2 separate regions of the Anas platyrhynchos genome follow, and region 2 is linked to region 1. Evidence: chromatin contacts called from public Hi-C data. All regions are on one chromosome and are shown on one strand. The core of a region is the stretch at or near the end of the contact, and the rest is flanking DNA. Distances in the headings are between cores, read along the strand shown.

Region 1 (2,845 bases), core at 170-2,669:
ATATGTGGTTATAAAACCACAAAATACTTGACAAATTTCTGTAATGGACTCATAAGTATGCAGGAAAGACTTCTGAAGTTATGTTTGGGGACAAAAAGTAAGGTTTATCCTTGAGAAGAGTGTTTCCCCTACCCTGATGCTTTGAAATTGTGCACCTTAAATATATAGGCTGTGGAATACAATCTTAAGATTTGACACTGTTATTTTGAACTATACTTATGGTGTTAAGAAAAAATCATTGGAGGGGTTGTAATGATAGGCTGTCTTTAAATAGTTTTGTTACCTGGCAAAGCTGTCTGCTGCTTGAGAGGTATTATTGGTGCATGCGTAAACAAACATACGAACATGAAAAATGACTGATGATGCTGTTCAATAGCTTGCTGGAGAATGATTATGTGGCTTCACCCCCTACCCCAAAGCTTCCCAAATATAACATGATAGAATTTTGGTGATTAGTTGCTCTCTCACAAGGTATCTACTGTGGGCTTCCACAGTTAGTATATGCAGAAAACATGCCGAACAATTGTCAGGTTTGATAGATTATTATTATTTTTTTTTTTCCTGAGGAACAAAACCTTTCTTATTCCTCTTCCTTCTAGCCAGAATTCTTACAAGAAGCTAACTTGATTATGGCCAAGCTAAACTATGTGGAAGGTGATTACAAAGAAGCTCTGAATACATATGCCAGAGTTGGAGTTGATGATTTGCAGCTAGCTGCTGTGCCGCCATATAGGTTACGGATGATTGCTGAAGCATATTCTACTAAAGGTAAGATTGCACTTTCCCGTATAATAATGTTAGAAATAGTTTTAAAAAGTGAATCAACATTTTGTCCAAAGTGAAAGAAACTGTTGGCATACATATAGTCAACACGGTGATACAGTGCCACATGTGCAGATGAGTAAGAAGATGGCTTATTTCCTTTAAAATAACCAGAGCTTGTGCTAGGTTGACAAGGCTCTTACCTCTGTTAGAATTTCCATTTTAACCCTGCTGTTACCCAGTCAAATTTTTATGTGTGTTTAAAAGTCCTTCAGTATCTGAATGTCCAATAACTTTGGCAAGATACTAGAAGTATTGGCACTGTTCCTGAAAGTTGTGTTACAAAAGTAGTGCAGTTCTTCAGTTGCTGTGGACAAAATTGAAGAACGTTGATTCACAATGCTACGTACTGAATGTTAAGATGCATAGCCTAGGTTATGTTAAACTAGAATAAACCTAAATTGTTACTTAATCGAGTAAAGTAATCATGATAAATGAAAAGGACTTAAAGCAATGTTTTTCTTTTGCAGTTTAATTTTTAGAAATCTTCTTCACAGAATATGTATCTTTTTTAAATTTCAGAAAATGTTTTTTGATTAATACAGGATTGTGAAAATTGTAATGCTGGCCTGGTGTCTTAAGGTGGCAGTACCACCTCAGTTTAGAAAACTTGTTCATGGGCTGTGAGCTGGGTTAACGTTTTGAGGAAAGTGGCAGTTTGTATGCCATAGGTTTATGAGAATTTCCTGTCTGACTATGTTTGCTTTGGTCTGCTGTGTTTAAATTTGGGTTTGACATGCATACATACTGTTTGTTACTGCAAGAGAAGAGTCAAAGTTAGCAAACACAATTTAGGAGAGACTTCAATAGCATTCACTGATAACTGTTCAAAGATTGTTCCTGGTCTTTGAAGAGGGTAACTGTTTCCACTGAAAATGGAAAGGGAAGGATGTGGGGAGTTTTTATGTGTGTCATAAACTTGCTCAGGTCTCTCATGTGCCGTCTGTGTGTGGGTTGTGAGTTTTTTTGTTGTTGCTGTTTTTTTGTCAATAACCTTCCATTCAGCTTTCCCTTTCACCCATCTGTGAAGATGGCTGTTGAATTTGTCACTTTCTTCCTATGAAAATGTAGTCTTGGTCTTGATCAACTGTAAGTGCATAGATTTGCTTATCTCCAAGGAATCCCAATAAGTTAATTGAATATTTTCTCAGAGCTCAACTCTTCTGGCTCTGTTTTATTTGGCCTCCTAAGAATATAGAGCAGCTGAAATATAAAGACACCAATTTTGCGGAAAGGATTGGTATTATTCAGTTTACTTGATATGAAATTAATTGATTAGAAAATAGTAAATACATGTCTTGCCTTAATTTCTTCTCTACCCTGGAATATCTTGTAGATTCGGCTTTTAAAAAAAGAAAGGGAGAAAAGGCACGTCTGCAGCCTAGATGTGCTTTTAATTGTTGCTTCTGATTTCAGGTTTTCTACTTAAACACTGAAATCTGTTGTATCACACCTGATCTAATCTTGATCAGACTTCACTGCTTTGGTCACTTTTACTGGGTGACTGGATTTCAGCTTACATGGGCAGACTAGCTGACTACTGCTTTTTTCCTTTTGCTCTGCTCATTTCCAGAATTGCATGGTTTTGCCTTTTTTTTTTTTTTTTTTTTTTTTTTTTTTTTTCTACAATGTTTTATTTTTGAATGGGTAATTAATGGAATTTAATATCCCTTCTTCCCAGGGTTGTAAGTTTGTCATCTCCTGTGTGTTCTAGAGTAAGTCTGAAGTCTCAGAGTGGTCTTAAATTCAATATTCAAAGTTTAGAAACATTTAGAGTAACTGACAGCTAAATAGCGAACATTAATATGCAGTAGTACAGTTAACTCTCCCCTTCTTCCCCCTTCTCCTTCCCTCCCCTTCACTCCCTTCCTCAGAATTTCTATTTTCCACTTTTAAGAGCGGTTTATAAAACTTTTCAGTGTGAAGGGCTTCTTCAGAGGTGATTGGAGACTTGTAGTTACTACCAACTAAGTACAAGTTATTTTTAAATAGATTTTGTCCTTTGCTGTGACTTGTATTTCTA
Region 2 (2,884 bases), core at 76-2,575, 290 kb after region 1:
ACATCCAGGTCCAAGGGAAGTCTCACAGTGCTAGCAAAGCACGAAGGTTTTTTGATGGTGTCACGAGGTCTACCAGCTCTTTAGAGCCGTGGCTGTTTGCAATCCAAGCAGAGCAAATGAGAAAAAAACTTACTGAGCACGTCCAGAGGTAATATCTTGCAGCTCCTTGTGATAACACTTTTTTTTTTTCTGTCTGATCGCGTAACAGAGGAGAGAAAATGCTGTCGTTCTTTTTTGCAGATGAAGATGCTATGACTAGGGAGGGTTATTTGTTTGAGACCAGACAGCGAGCTGGTGACAGAATCCTGAACAAAATTAAAGGCCTAGGTTCTAGTCTCATGTCCTTTCTGCTGGCTCAGATCGTGTGTTGCTTGTGTTTGATTGCTCGGCTCTGACATCAGGATGGTACATACTTATTTGCCTGATTTTTAAATGACTAAGAGCCTGCCTAGATGGCCAGAGTAGACATGATGAGCCTATAAACTGCTGAATTTTAATACGTACAGCAAAAAGGAGTGTAAAACAGAGCTATATTGGTTTCTGTCTGAGCTCACTGCCCTACTTTACTCCTGAGTTGCAGAATACAGTGGTAGCAGATCTGTTTCCATAGTGAGTACTTGAGGGTTCGGTTTTTATATGGGACTGTTGCTAGGTAGAAGAGGCTGGAAATTTCCTGAATTTGTGGTGTGGTCTGGGCTTGGGTATTATGCTCCCAGGAAAGGAAAAAGGGGTAAGAGATGTGAGGAATAGAGGTATATGTTTGTTCTTAAACCTTAGTCTCTTGTCAACCCATTGCTAGGAGCTACCTATGCCATGCTACCTGTGTATCTACAATACTGCCAGCTTGGTTCTTTGTGTCTGCACATAGCAACAGAGATTTCTAGGAAACTGTTATCTGGAGGCTTTCCATAGCTGTAAGCATACAATCTTAGCACTTGATGAAATTATCAGTATGCTTTAAAATGATGTGACCACTGCTTTGATTGCCTCAGTCTGGCAACAGGCATGCACTCGTAGCAGTGACATTCCTGAGCTGTCAGGGTTTGTGATCCTAAATTGCAGTAAAAATTCTACTGCCATCAAATGTAAAGGACAATTGTGATTTGATTTACTGTTAATTGCAGACTGACAATATGATGGTTTTCATTCTCGTTACTGGAAACCCATGTTAAAATTCCAGAGTGGTGATTTTCTCTGTGACATTTAGCTCCTTTCCAGATTGTTTTCTGCTAGCATGGCTGTTCCTGTAAATTACATTTGTATAGGGACAAGCTGGATGTTGCAAGAGTGCAGCTGACCTACTGCAAAGGAGATAAATGGCCTGTGAGTCATGAATTAAAAATAATGTTTTATGTTGTGACAAACTAAGCAAAGGTCTGTAGTATGTGTGACTGTTTCCTGTTCTGTTTCTCATTTCTGCATGTTTAAATGCATAGAATTCATGAAAGAAATGAACATCAAGAGTAAAACGGTAGCATGCATAAACCAAAGTGAGATACAATGCTCCATGGAGAGTACATTACATCACATTCTGCCATGGCTAAGGTTATGATGAGAGGAAACATGACCTTAAAGACCCTTGAAGAAAGAGTCAAATGAGGAGCACTAAGCTTGAGTGGAGCAAGCTGCCAGGATAGGAAAATGCAGAAAGAGAGGTGATGCTGCCGTGAGTGCTCCAGGCTCTTCCAACACAAGCATCAAAAATAAGCCAGTCTGTATCAGCTGTAGATAGAAAGTAATGCTTCAGTGAAAAACATGAAAAACATTTTGTGTTGGGCCTGGATCTTGTGGGATTTGAAACTCCTGGGTCAAATATAAAATGGTTTCCTGTTCCAATCACAGTTGACATCCAGAGCTGTAACCTAGGGCTTGATACAAGATCTACAGATGGTCTTACAAAGGTGAATTTAAGCAGACTTGTCTGGGTACCAAAAGAAGGCTTCTTGATCTAGACTTGCATTTGGTTTGAGCTGCTTTGCCAAGTTTTGAATGATACAATGTCTGGAATGAACACTAAGATAAGTGTTTTAAGATTATATGATAGCAGATAATTATTCTCAGAAAAATCATCTCCAGTTGAACAGGGTTAATTTTCCAGCATGCTTTAATTTCCAGAAAATATCTCATTTAGCTTCTTTTAATGGAATTTTCTATTTAGAAAACTGGCTAAAAATCAGTTCTATGACATTCAGAGTTCACAGCATGAAATGCAAAATTGTCCATATACAGTGCTGTGTGAACAGAAGACAGTATGTTGATCTTTCCATCTGAATGTGGTCCTTTATCTTGTGTTTAAGTGATTGTGTTTTTCTTTTTTCCCCTCTCTGTTTCAGGGCAGATGTTGGTGAAATATATTATACTATTCCTGAAACTGGGTTAACAAATAGGATTATAGCTCTATTTGAACATGCCACTCAGAGTGAAAATGGTACCCATTGTCCACTGCTATGGAGGATGTATTTGAACTTTCTGGTAAGAAGAGTGTATCCATTTTACTACATCTGCCACATCTGGAATTTCTTATGGGCACAGCTATGATGATATATTAAAAAAGAAACACTAAATGGTGCCATAGCTATATGATTTTCGAGGTGACTTATTTGTGAATTGTAATGCTGCATCTTTTTGGCATATTTGGGAAAATTTCCTTCATAAAGATCAGAAGGAGTGATAGCTTCTGACAGTGTGGTTTTAATACAGGTGCATGTAAGTTATTGTGGCTGCCCTCTCACACAGGTAAAACTTATTTCATGAGATATCAATAGATGGATTCCCCCTGGTCTGTCTCACAATATAGAGGCAAGTGGTCAGGGGAGCAAAATTTAAGAAAAAAGGAAGCAAATCTAAGGAAGGGATGTAGGATTTTATGATTTTTATATAAATA

Evidence for each region. A called contact is a pair of places that touch in the nucleus more often than the background predicts.
Region 2: a contact with region 1 is called in a Hi-C map of liver, with 1.9 times the contacts expected there. The contact joins two enhancer-like sites.

The regions. Positions count from the first base shown.
Region 1 is chr5:17,386,847-17,389,691 of IASCAAS_PekinDuck_T2T, forward strand. TTC7B (tetratricopeptide repeat domain 7B) reads left to right here. Exons shown (of 20, transcript XM_038180036.2): 3 at 600-768. Among named protein-coding and RNA genes, the nearest start is that of TTC7B, 21 kb to the left of the region's middle. Within about 2 kb of position 1,420, at least 1 of the 8 cell types and tissues checked has an H3K27ac peak or open chromatin away from gene starts, as enhancers often do.
Region 2 is chr5:17,680,791-17,683,674 of IASCAAS_PekinDuck_T2T, forward strand. It overlaps NRDE2 (NRDE-2, necessary for RNA interference, domain containing), which reads left to right. Exons shown (of 14, transcript XM_027458155.3): 11 at 1-148; 12 at 2,334-2,472. Among named protein-coding and RNA genes, the nearest start is that of PSMC1, 14 kb to the right of the region's middle. Within about 2 kb of position 1,326, at least 2 of the 8 cell types and tissues checked have an H3K27ac peak or open chromatin away from gene starts, as enhancers often do.